3 separate regions of the Mus musculus genome follow, and regions 1 and 2 are each linked to region 3. The links are chromatin contacts, called in public promoter capture Hi-C maps. All regions are on one chromosome and are shown on one strand. The core of a region is the stretch at or near the end of the contact, and the rest is flanking DNA. Distances in the headings are between cores, read along the strand shown.

Region 1 (3,899 bases), core at 1,025-3,524, 940 kb after region 3:
CCCAGCCTGTGGCAATTTGCTTCAGCCACTTTGGGGAAGGACCAAATGGGCCAAGGAGGGATGCATGTTGAGGGTACAGCATTTGAGTTCCTTTGCCCTGGTGTCTAGCTACCTATAGGCTCGCAATGTTTGTGATTCTGCTGAGACTCTGTGATGCAGCATCTTTCATCTTAGCACTTCTGAGGTTCTGTGGCCTTGGCAAATGGTCCCCGGTCCCTTTGGTGTCACTACCGAGTTAGCTGAGTTAACGCAGTTGCTATCATCAAACAGCTGACTCTGCACACAGTGCAGTTCCGGACTCTAGCAGAATACACATATCTTTTTTAGGGAGTTAACTTTTTCATTCTCTTGCCAGCTTCCTCTCTTCTCAGGAGAGTCAGAAGCGGGGCAGCAACAAGGGGAAGGGGTAGGGAAGGAAGAGGGAGGGAAGCCGGGGCAGCAGGAATTTTAGCTTTTTTAACAAGCCCAAAAGAAGGCAGAACATTCTCATTAACTCGTGGTTCTTATCCGAGAGCCAAAGATCAAGACATTAATGGCATGGACTTTGGGAGGCCAAGGGGTGAAGCAATTAGCTTATGAGCTATAATGTACATTAATTACTTTGGCCACTAAAGCTCTGTATTTTCTGTATATCAGAGATGGTATTTTTCTGTGGTTTCTCGGGTGTCTATCCTCTTAGAACACAGGCAGAGAATATAACTCTGGATCCAAAGCCACAGGCTTGAACCACATTTGGGGGGCAATGAGTGAACGGCCCCATTTTCACTTTACCTGTGAACATGAGGGGTGTAATGGTAGCAAACGCAAAGACCACCATTCCCAGGATGTTGAAAGCCAGGCCAATCTCAGCCACCCAGGTGTCAGCCAGGCAGAATTGCAGAAGCCTTAGGCCCAGCAGGCTGGTGAGGTAGGGTAGGTGCTGGGCTGCTGAGCCATAGCCAATCAGCTTGGAGTCCCAGCAGAGGGGTGCGCTCAGCTCATAGAGTGTCAGGATATCTTGAGCCCCAAAATGCACAGTAACCACCACGAATATGGCCAAAGAGTACAGGGCTAGATGCATCCTGGACTTTTCTGGGGCTGGAACCACATATAGCCGGGCAATGGATCGATGATGGCGGAGCGTGAAAAGCCTGGTGGACTTTGGCTCCTTCACCGTCTCACCAAAACAAAATGCTGCGTATAGAGCCATGACAATCAGCAGGGCCAAAGCCAGCCAGAAGGGGTTGGCATAACCCTGGGCCCGGAGCCAGTGACCCCCGAGAAGGCTTGCCAGGGTCCCGGCCACACCAATGCATGCTTCCAGCAGAGCCATCCGGAAGGTGCGACTGTGGTTAGAGCTAACATCTGCCACAGAGGCAAAGCTAGCAGCAAGGAGGCCGTTGAAGTCTCCCAGAAGGGCACAAAGAGCTCGGCCAAGCACGAAGAACCCGACGTGCAGTTCTAGCTGCACCACAAAGATGGACACCACGGCCTGGAGCAGCAGACCAAGAGAGGCCAGCACCAGCAATGGGCGGCGACCCACGCGGTCACTCCAGGCTCCCAGCAGGGTGGACCAGAAGAGTCCCACCAGGAAGCCTCCCACGTTCATGTAGAGGGTCCAGTGAGATGTCAGGGTCTCCACTTCCTGTAAAGACACAATCACTAGTGCGCAGGACCTCACTTTGGTTAGCTACCATCACCATCCTGGGAGCTATAGCCTTGCTTTAGAGCCCTAAGCCTCTTGGAATGTTCCTTCAACTTGTAAAAACAGGCCCTGGAGAAGCATTCCCTCCGTCGCTACACTAGATAACTTTCCAAGCCAGGCTTTCTCTAGGTACACCTCCAGCACAAGGCAGCCAGCCAGGGCAGGCCCCCTTTGGTCTGACCCGCCCACCACGCCACGTGTGTCCCGTCCCCTCGGGGACCCCGTCTTCCACAGGCCCCGCCCCGTGCCGCGCTCCGTATTCACAGCTGCTCTGGTCCCTGCTACCTTCATGAGGGGATCCGCGCTTTGGTTCCCACAGTTCTCCCGGTGGCGGGTGCCATTGTAGCCGAGCTCCGTGCTGAACCGGTGCCAAAGGTACTGTGTGGTGAGCGGTCCCTGCAGAACCAGGGCAAAGTTGGCCAGGAAGACTAGGGGCTCCACGGGGCCGCGGAAAAGCACGGGAGCGTTGAGGAAACTGTGGGGCGAGCCCACGGAGCTCACGCGCCCCTCCATGCGCAAACACGGAGGGGCTAGCACCTCGGAACCAGCTGCGGGAGGCCTGGACCAGTCTGTGCTGTCTGCGCCTGCGCCGGCTTCGGGTGCTTCTGTTAAAAGTCTAGAGGGGCGGAGCGTGAGACAGTCTCAAAAGCTTTGGTCCGCTGAACTCTGGGCTGGGTGTCGTCCAAACAATCCCTGTGGTGTGTCCTCACTTCAGGCAACGCAAAGATACTACCGTGCTGCAGCCCTCCTTCCTGGGCGTCGGAACACTCAAAAGAATAATCACTATATCAATAACTAACATTTATTGACAACGTAACTTTGTTCTGGGGCCAGGAATTCTGAATATATTATCTCGTGGCAACCTTATAGATTAGTCACTTAATGATCCGAATCCAGAGATGTGGAAGTAAGGTCGAAAGGCACGCAGGATTAGCGCACAAGACTGGATATGCCAGCTGCGTGGCATCTGCCTCTCGGCACATGTGCATCTGTGTAAGAACAGCCAGAGCCTGGTGGGCCACACTGGAGTACTTGTGCTCTGCCACTGATCCGTTGACCTTGCCTTCACTTGGAAGAAAATCTTAGTGAAGGCAGGACCTAGTGGCATGTGCTTTTAATCCCAGCACACCAGAGGTGAGGCCAGTTTGGTCTAAGCAATACTAGGCTAACCAAGGCTTGATGTTCTGTCCAAAACAAACAAACAAACAAACAAACCAAGAAAGAAAGAATGCCGAGCATGGTGATGCATGCCTTTAATCCCAGCAATTGGAAGGCAGAAGCAGGCAGATTTCTGAGTTCGAGGCCAGCCTGGTTTACAAAGTGAGTTCCAGGACAGTCAGGGCTACACAGAGAAACCCTGTCTCGAAGAAACCAAAAGAAAAAAGAAAAGAGAGAGAGAGAGAGAGAGAGAGAGAGAGAGAGAGGAAGTATTGGAAAATGACAATGAGATTTGGTACACTGAAAGTATTATTTTATATACATACTTTCAGACCAGGCTAACCTCAGACTCATAGAGATTCCCCTGCCTCAGGCTTCTGGATGCTGTTGCTATTAGACCTAATCGCTGTTGGCTATCATTAATGACTAATAGGTTGTCCCTTGCCCCTGTTCCTGTCCTAGGAGCCTTTCCTGGAGCTAGTGTCACATCAAGGACTGGGATCTGATTCTGCAGTTCTCTTAGAGGGTGGAGTAGAGACAAGAGGAGCCTGAGACTGGAGGCCCCTGGGTGTGGGCCTGTGCTCTTCAGTGCCCCTGTTGTAGGAACTGAGCTGGAGAACAGACATCTGCACTGTTGCTGAGCAGCTCAGACTTCCTGTCTGTCTGTCTGTCTGTCTGTCTGTCTGGGCTTCTGTTTTATTGCCTGTGAAAAAGGAGTGCCCTTACTTGGTGCCGTGGAGATCTGAACACAACACTGAAGCAAACAGATGAAGCCCCCCACCAGGCACCACAGCTTCTAGATTGGTGGGGAGAGAGAAAGAGCAGGATGTAAATAGTGTAGAATCCGACCATGGCAGAGGGTTTGAGGGTAGGAATAGAGGCGTCTCATGCTCATGTGGGGACCAGGAGCAGAGCCAGCAAAGTTCCCAAGAACTAACAGGACCCAGTGTGTGACCCACAGGTCCGATTCTTGGGGTGGGGAGTAGTAGTTCCATTTCTGCCTGCACTTGAGAAGACACAGTGACGCTCCTCTTCCTTGAGCCTGCAAGAGTCTAAG
Region 2 (4,258 bases), core at 1,040-3,539, 580 kb after region 3:
AAGACCAGATTCAGTCATGATATGCTTACTAAACTAGACTATTCATTCACAACTTAGCCACAAGTCTCTGCTCCTTTCAGAAATACAAGGGCACTGTAGCACCCTCTCAAATACAGATGGAAAAGAAAATCAGGCTAATGTCAATTACACACACACACAAAGGAATGCTTTAAAAAACAAAATCTTAGAGAGATAGGATGCCTTAGACTCCAGCCTTACAATCTGAGTTCAAACTCTTGGATCCCACAAGGTGGCAGGAGAGAACCAATTCCCAAAAGCTGTCCTCTGACCTCCACTTGTGACCACACACACACTCATTACACTCACATACAGAACTGAATGGGTCTAGTGGCATATCCCCGTAATAGCACTCAGGAGGTAGAAGCAGGAAGCCTGGGTTCAAGGTCCAGTCTAGGCTACATAATAAGCTCGAGGTCAGCCTGGGCTATCCAAGATCCTGCCTGTCTCAAAACTTAAACAAGGGGCTGGAGAGATGGCTCAGCAGTTAAGAGCGCTGACTGATCTTCCAGAGGTCCTGAGTTCAAATCCCAGCAACCACATGGTGGCTCACAACCATCTGTCCCAAGACTGGATGCCCTCTTCTGGTGTGTCTGAAGACAACTACAGTGTACTTACACATAATAAATAAATCTTTAAAAAAAAAACTGAAACAAAACCAGTTTATAAAGCTTAAAGAACATGACCTATTGGTGGGGGCGGGGGGCATAAAGGGAACTTCCTGGGTGCCAGGTGACAATGCTGGCACAGGTGCTAAGAAGAAAAGACCCAATCACAGGTAAGCTCACTGTCGTTATCACTAACCTGTGTCCTAACACGGGTCACCTAAAAATAATTGGAAAAAGAGTCATACATTTAAAAAGATAATGGAACTGCAGAAAATAACCCGAAATTATGCCCAATTGAGTACTGATAAAAGCTAAATTAAGCCTGCACCAGCCATTTTTTTTAAATACGCAATTAATCTTCATGATGGAGAAAGTTGAAAATAGGAATGGTTAGCTCCCTGCCCCCGCCCACCCTAGGGCTCCATCTGGCATATTTATGTTCTTCCAGCAATCCTGCCTCCCCTCGTCCCTCTCCCACACAGCCAAGGTCAGGCCAGCCTCCCTACATTCCCACCGGCACACCCTTCAGAACCAGTTTTTGGTCCATCCCTGTGGGAGGTGGGGATGCTGGAAATGAATCCTGGGGCTTGACGATGCCTGGCAACCTTTTTACCACGGAGCTGTTCCTAGCTCCTAGTTAGCAGCTAAGCTAATCAGTCTCTTTCTTCCTGGCCAAATCCCACGTGCCACCCAAGGATATACACTTTATCCTTCCCTTTCTTTGGCCCACCCCCACCCCCACCCCCACCTTATACCCAGAAGACAGGTATGTAAGAGTAAGGACTTCAAATGAGTCCCAAGGGCCATCACTGGGCACATGGGGAGATAAAATCTGATCCAGGCAAACATTGGAAAATTATTCTGTAATAAAGCGAATGAAGCACTTACATATGCTACCACGTGCGTGCTTTGAATGAGGCATAAAAGACGCAGGAAACCAATAACCGGGGCTGCATATGATTGATTCCATTTCTGTGAAATGTTCAGAACTAACAAAATCTATGGAAATCAGCTAAGTGGTTGCCTAGCGCAAAGAGAAAGGACGAGACTGGAGAGGGGTTTTGCCAGCAAATGTAGATGGTTTTCTTTCAAGGTAAATGTTCTAAAATCAACAGTGGCCATAGATGCACATCTGCGCACATTCTAAATGTTATTAAACGTGTGCACTTTAGCACTGGCCGGGAATCACAGTACTACTGGGAAGTTGGGGCAGGGGGATTACGAGTTCAAGGCCAGATAGGGTTACATATTGCAAAGACCAAAATTATTCCAGATACTCCTGGTAACAGGGTGTTCCTGCAGACCGAGTGAGAGTAGCACGTCTCCTCTTTGAAAACCATAGAACGGAGGCTGCTCCAGCCGAGTGCAGATGCCAGCAGCACATGGCAGAGACCTGGCTCCCCGTGTCCTCCGACACCGCATCCCGGCCTCCCACGCTCCTCCGCGGCGCGGCAACTATGGCTGCGACAGGTGTCGCTGGCACTAGGGGAAAGCCTGGAGAGCCCGCAGATCGCCCCCAGGGCTTCCACATATCCCGGCCCTGCAGGCAGCCTCGGTAATCCCCAGCCCGCCCCTGCCGCCCCCCGAGTCCCCGCCCAAGGGCCCGCGCAGCGCGGCTCACCCGCCTTCCCGGCGGACGCCAACTGGAGACACCGCGAGCGACACGATTGCGCCTGCGCGGCAGAAGCAAGCGCAGCCCCGCCCCCGCCTGGTACCCTAGCGCCCTCTGCCGGCCATCCGCGGGACTCGGGGTCCTACTGGGTGCGGGCTTCCTGATCCGACCCCGCCCAGTTGGCTGGAACCACGGCCCGCTTTTCCTTGTCTCCCTTACAACCTTGGATACAAACTCTGATGGCAAGCTCTTCTTCATATTCCCACGAATGGAGAATATTAGGGGTGCTCAAGATCTGTGAAACGTCTTCTTGAAGGACGTGTCCTTCCTGTTGTTATGTTGATGACAGGAATTATGTTTGGAAGGGAGTCTTCATTTCGAGTCACTTGATCAAATTACAGTCCCACAACACCTGTCAGAAGAATACATATGACAGTAATAGGCACGCTTCCTTTCAACTCTGCTATAATTATAATCGAGGGAGAGAATGAAGAATCTTAACTTGCAGCTACTGCCGGGATCATTTTTTGAAAATGAAATAATGCTGTTTCATTAAACGGGTTCTCCCCACTCGCGCATGTTTAAAGTCAGAATGCTTCTCTGAATTGATTTAAACACAAGTTTTATATCCTGAAAGAAATAAAGACAGGTCTTTTTCATGAGACAAACGCCCTGTTCAATGAGGCTTCTAGCTTCTCTGGGCCGCTGTCTGAAAGGCAGCAAGGGCGCCGGTGGATAACATTGCTTCTCTTCATCTTTCCTCTTCGGGGCTTTAAAAAAAATCTACCTATAATGAAAAGCCCGATTTCCTTACACACGCTCCTCATGTAGCTGCTTTAACAAGACAATTGCTTATAATGCCTTTTTTCTTCATTTTTTAAAAGTAAACATCGCTGTTTAGCAGCACTCGGAAGTCTATTTTTCTTCCTCTTAGGAAGCAGGGGCTATTTCTTAACAGAACTACTTCCTTTCTCTGATTCATCTTCAACTCTCTAGAATGCCACCGTCTCCCTCCCGCACCCCCCCCACACACAAAGCACCCCCTTCCTCCTCTTCAGCTAACACTCTACCCCGTCTTCAAATCTGTGTGGGAGGATTCTTCCCCTGGAATACCCAGATAATTTCCTTCATTTATTTTCAAACTGTAGACTTGGACCAACTGTATCTGAAAGATCCGAATGCACCCTCATAAATCAGCCTTTTTATTTACCCATGCATAATCACGGCATGTCATTAGTGCAGATCCAATCAATAAATCATTACGCTTTTAGAGCCCTTACTAGGAGCAACCTGCTGGGACACCAATCCACTCTCTCGTACAACATTAAGATCCTTTCATATTTTTAAGAAATTTCAATCTGTTCTCTCAGTCCCCCTCTTTTGTTCCTAGATCTCCGTGTTCCTGCTTCAGAAGCCTCATTCTAATACCTAGGTCATAAAATATTCAAGAAGCAAGCTGTTAGCTCTACCTCCGAAAGGCTCCACCTTCCTGCCTCTTGTGTTACTTCTGTCTTTACAGAGACACAACATTTATCTTTCTCGAAAACTCTTTGTCGACAGCTAGGCAGCACAAAAGAGAAAGAACAGAAAAGAAATTTTTTTATTTTTTAGCTTGAGGGAGAGATGTGGATAGCAGCTCCCTTTCTTTTACCGAGTCACAGTGAGAACTTGGATTTAAGAATAATCCAAGCCAGGCAAGGAGGTGCACACCTTTAATCCAAACACTCCAGAGGCAGAGGCAGGTGGAGCTCTGTGAGTTCGAGGCCAGGCTGCTCTACAAATCGAGTTCCAGGACACCCAGGGCTGTTACACAGAGAAACAGGGCTGTTTTGTCTTGTAAAAGCAAAAAAAAAAAAAAAAAAAAAAACACAAATAAAACAAAACAAAACAAAAGAAAGAAGAAAGGAAGGAAGAAAATAAAAAACAAAAAAAGAATAAGGAAATAGTGATTCTTTTTAACTTGACAGAAACTTTAAATTTCTTTTCATTTCAGTAGTAAAACTAAAGAATTCTTACCAGT
Region 3 (4,108 bases), core at 1,261-3,760:
GTTAAGAGCACTGACTGTTCTTCCAGACTTCCTGAATTCAATTTCCAGCAACTACATGGTGGCTCACAACCATCTGTAATGGGATCTGCTGCCCTCTTCTGGTGTGTCTGAAGACAGCTAAAGTATATTCATAAGCAATAAATAAACAAACAAACAAACTTCCACATCTGCTCACCGTTATCTTCTGCTCCAGTTACAGAACACTGGGAAGTAGGTTGGTTAAAATAACCCTCCTGGGCAGCTTTCTGCTGAACTTTATTTTGCAATCTGACATCTGTGGCTGTAAAGAATCACACTATGCCCAACAGTGGTAGCCTTAATTGGTGAATCCATCTTCCTCACCACAGACTGTGAGCTGCAAGTGATACCAACTGATAGGCTTCCTTGTGAGACCTTTGAAAGCATTACGTGCCAACTCCAATGTCTTGGCAGTAAGGTGCCCTGTACAAAGCAGCAGTGGCACCCACATACCCATGGCCCATGATGTGCATCTTCAAGTGTTCGTTGATTTGGCCCACAGGAAACTACATAGCCAGCTCTCTATGAGCAAGAAATTAACTTAGCCTTGGCCATTCCACTAGCCTTTCCAGTTTTCCTCCACTCCACCACACAAATGCCTACTGTTGCAGCCACCACCACTCACTGTACCAAATATTCTGTATCCATTATTCTCTTTTTTCTTTTTTCTTTTTTTGGTTTTTTGAGACAGGGTGTGCCACCACTGTCCGGCTTCCATTCTTCTCATGATGGACATTCAGGCTGGTTTATTTCCTAAGCCACCGTGAATTGTGTGGCAGTAAAAATGGATGTACAAGAATTTCTGTGGCTATACAATATAGTAGTATATCTGGGTCACATGGTCTGTTATCAGTTTTTCTGAGGAACCCTTCAAACTGTCATAGTGGAGTTTCACTGCCAGGCAGTGGTGGCGCACACCTTTTATCCCAACACTTGGGAGGCAGAGGCAGGCAGATTTCTGAGTTTGAGGCCAGCCTGGTCTACAGAGTGAGTTCCAGGACAGCCAGGGCTACAGAGAGAAACCCTGTCTCGAAAAACAAAAAAAAGAAAAAAAAAAAAAACAGAAAAAAACAGAAAAATAAAAAGTAGCTACTCAGGATCCCACTAGCCCCACCCACATTTTCCCCTCTGTTGTCTTTTGTTTTCTTGACAACGTCCCAACTGAAGTGAGACAGAATCTGAAAGAGGTTTTAATTTCCATTTCCCTGATGTCTATGAATGTTGAAAACTTTTTCCAAGTATCTACTGGTCATTGTATTTCTCCTATTAGGGACTCTATTCAGCTCATGAGCCTATCTACAGACTCTAAAATGATTTTAGAGTTTAATTTTAGCAGTTATTTATATATCATAGATACCAGTCCCCAGCCAGATGTAAGCCTGGAAATTTCTTTTCCCAAGCCTGTAAATGGTCTCTTTACTCTAGTGACTGTGTCCTTTGCTTGGTAGCGATTTCTAATCTCATGTAACTCTCTCTGCCACGTCTTGGTATTGTTTCCTGTGCTATAGTCCTTTTCAGAAAATTCTTGTCTATGCCTATGTCTTCAAATATTTTTACCTGTCTTCTTCTTTCATTAGAGTTTTGATATACTGAATGTCATGGTTTGAATATGCTTGGCCCAGGAAGTGGTCTTGTTGGAGTAGGTGTGTCACTGTGAGCGTGGGCTTTACAACCCTCATCCTAGCTGCCTGGAAATGAATACTCTGCTAGCAGCCTTCAGATGAAGATGCAGAACTCTCAGCTCTGCCTGTATCATGCCTGCCTGGTTACTGCCATGCTTCTCCCCTGATGATAATAGACTGACCCCTGAACCTGTAAGCCACCCACAATTAAATGTTGTCCTTTATAAGACTTGCATTGGTCATGGTTTCTGTTCACAGCAATAAAGCCCTAACTAAGACACTGAATTTATTGTTGCACAATATGTATAGAAATCCAGTTTTCAAGCTGGAGAGGTGGCTCAGAGGTTAAAGAGCACCAACTGCTCTTCCAGAGGTCCTGAGTTCAAATCCCAGCAACCACATGGTGGCTCACAACCATCTGTAATGGGATTTGATGCCCTCTTCTGGTGTGTCTGAAGACAGTTACAGTGTACTCATATAAATAAAATAAATCAGAAAGAAAGAAAGAAAGAAAGAAAGAAAGAAAGAAAGAAAGAAAGAAAGAGAGAAAGATCCAGTTTTCCCAGCACCACTTGTTAAAGAGGGCACCTTTTCTCCAATGCATGTTTTTGATAGCTTTGTCAGAAACTTAGGTAATATGATGGCTAATCTTGTTTGTCAACTTGACTATATCTGGAATCACACCTGTGAAGGAACATGGAAGGAGAAACTTTTCACTTTTGCCTGCCTGCCTGCACTCCCCCTAGTCAAGTGCACTTCTCCTGTTGCTAAGGTAAATAGGAGCCTAAAGGCACTGGCTGGTAAGGGGTGGGATCCTGTAACTTGAGATGGAGAAGTGTAGGGGACAGGTGCTGAGGACTTTGACCCTTCAAATTCTGATGCGTCTGTCTCACCTGTGGCAGTAGTCTGCCCACTCTTAGTGTAGGGTGCGGCCCCACTGTCACACCTTGCAATATTTCCTTTTGTACCTTGGCCTGAGGAAATTAATCCTTTGTTGTCTACAAATTTCAGTGACTTTCACTGAAAGAGAAACATCAAGCAAGGCAATACTGATGCCGCTCAGTGTCTGTCGACAATAATTGCCTCTGAACTATAATCAGTATCAAGGCTAAGAAGGCTTCTAGGAGCGAAACAGAAAGTGAAATTCACAACAAAGGTGTGGTACAATACTAAAGTTTACTGAGTTTGTGAATTCATTCAAGCCGTAGTCTGGGCAATATATATGAGAATGGATTTTTAAGGGCATGAAATAATGGTGAAAAAAAAACCATAAAACTGAATCAAGCTGAATTTATTGATATGGGCCCACTGAGTTAAGGTTCTAAGTTCAATACAGACGTTCTTACAGTTAAAAAGGTATCAAAAGCGTGACTGGTTGGCTAAGCACTAGCCATACTCTACTGAAAGGGAACTGTGGATACCTGATGTCCCTTGACTTAGTATTGATGAAGGGATTTTAGGGTTCAGAGAAACTGCAATGATGGGTGTGCTGTATAAAACCGAATCCTCCACAATGGGAAGGCCCAGAAGACATTCTCTTCACTAATCCTGTGAGGCACAAAATGGTAAGAGGGGCACCAGGATTTGAAGGGCTTTGCCCCCGCTCTTCTCTTTGTGCCAGACCTTAAGGTTGGAGACACTGATGCTCAATCCAAAAAGTTAAATGGGATGGGCTTAATTAGGCCCCCAGAGTAGCAGGGCCAGGTATCAGCACTGCATTGCCAAAGGCAAGGCGAGAATATTTATCATGAAGGGCAGCACAGACAGAGTAACTTTTATGATGGCATGACTCCTACGGATCTTTTTGTACTGGCTAATAATGCTTCCAGGAATATATGTTTTTATTTTGTTTTGTTTGTTTTTACATCTATATAAGCAAAAAAAAAAATTCTCAAACAAACAAAAAGAATACTGCAGAGTAGCAAAGGGGTATCTCAACTTATCAATCAATTTCCAGACTTGAGCTAGTTTGCAGACCCCAAAGTCCTTGAATGATGAGAAGGCTAGGTCCCCCTGAGGACCTTGCTAAAATACCTAAAAGTTTTACTGTTAGCCCTTCTCCCATCCTATGACCTTTTACAAGGGTAAATGTACTCTGGGAAAAAGGAAACAATCAGGTTTTCCAGGGTTTACTGGACACTCGTTTTAAACTGACACTGGTTCCAAGAGACCCCCAAATAGCACTGTGGCCCTCCAGTTAAATCGGGGCTTATGATTATCAGGTGATTAATGGAATTTTGACTGAAACCCAAATCACAGAGAGTCTACTGGGTCCCCAAACTCATCCTGTGGTTATTTCTCCAGTTCCAGAATGTATAATTGGTATAGATATACTTAGACATTGGCAAAATCCCACGTTGGTTCCTTGACCTGTGAACTGAAAGCTATTATGGTTGGAAATCACAAATTGAAGAGACTGGCATTGCCTCTGGGAACATAGTGAACCAAATATAATACTCCATGCTACC

Evidence for each region. Promoter capture Hi-C pulls out the DNA fragments that hold promoters and counts their contacts.
Region 1: a promoter capture Hi-C map of the C10 cell line shows a contact between it and region 3, with 3 times the contacts expected there. The contact joins the promoter of Slc46a1 here to the enhancer-like site in region 3. A contact is called at or near these places in 5 of 39 promoter capture datasets (the C10 cell line, cranial neural crest, hippocampal neurons and 2 more), 1 of 115 datasets of contacts at active chromatin or transcription factors (bone marrow-derived macrophages) and 2 of 9 other capture datasets (adipose tissue and liver).
Region 2: a promoter capture Hi-C map of pre-B cells shows a contact between it and region 3, with 4 times the contacts expected there. The contact joins the promoter of Lyrm9 here to the enhancer-like site in region 3. A contact is called at or near these places in 10 of 39 promoter capture datasets (the 3T3-L1 cell line, 3T3-L1-derived adipocytes, the C10 cell line and 7 more), 3 of 484 Hi-C or Micro-C datasets (the P5424 cell line, cerebellum and cortical neurons), 2 of 115 datasets of contacts at active chromatin or transcription factors (large pre-B cells and pro-B cells) and 3 of 9 other capture datasets (adipose tissue, embryonic stem cells and liver).

What each region holds. Positions count from the first base shown.
Region 1 is chr11:78,464,076-78,467,974 of GRCm38.p6, reverse strand. It overlaps Slc46a1 (solute carrier family 46, member 1), which reads right to left and starts at 2,274. Exons shown (of 5, transcript NM_026740.2): 1 at 1,970-2,274; 2 at 772-1,624. The coding sequence starts at 2,197.
Region 2 is chr11:78,824,626-78,828,883 of GRCm38.p6, reverse strand. It overlaps Lyrm9 (LYR motif containing 9), which reads right to left and starts at 2,289. Exons shown (of 4, transcript NM_001076681.2): 1 at 2,248-2,289.
Region 3 is chr11:79,402,478-79,406,585 of GRCm38.p6, reverse strand. All of the region lies in intron 5 of Nf1 (neurofibromin 1), which reads right to left. Among named protein-coding and RNA genes, the nearest start is that of Nf1, 65 kb to the right of the region's middle. Within about 2 kb of position 2,510, at least 22 of the 459 cell types and tissues checked have an H3K27ac peak or open chromatin away from gene starts, as enhancers often do.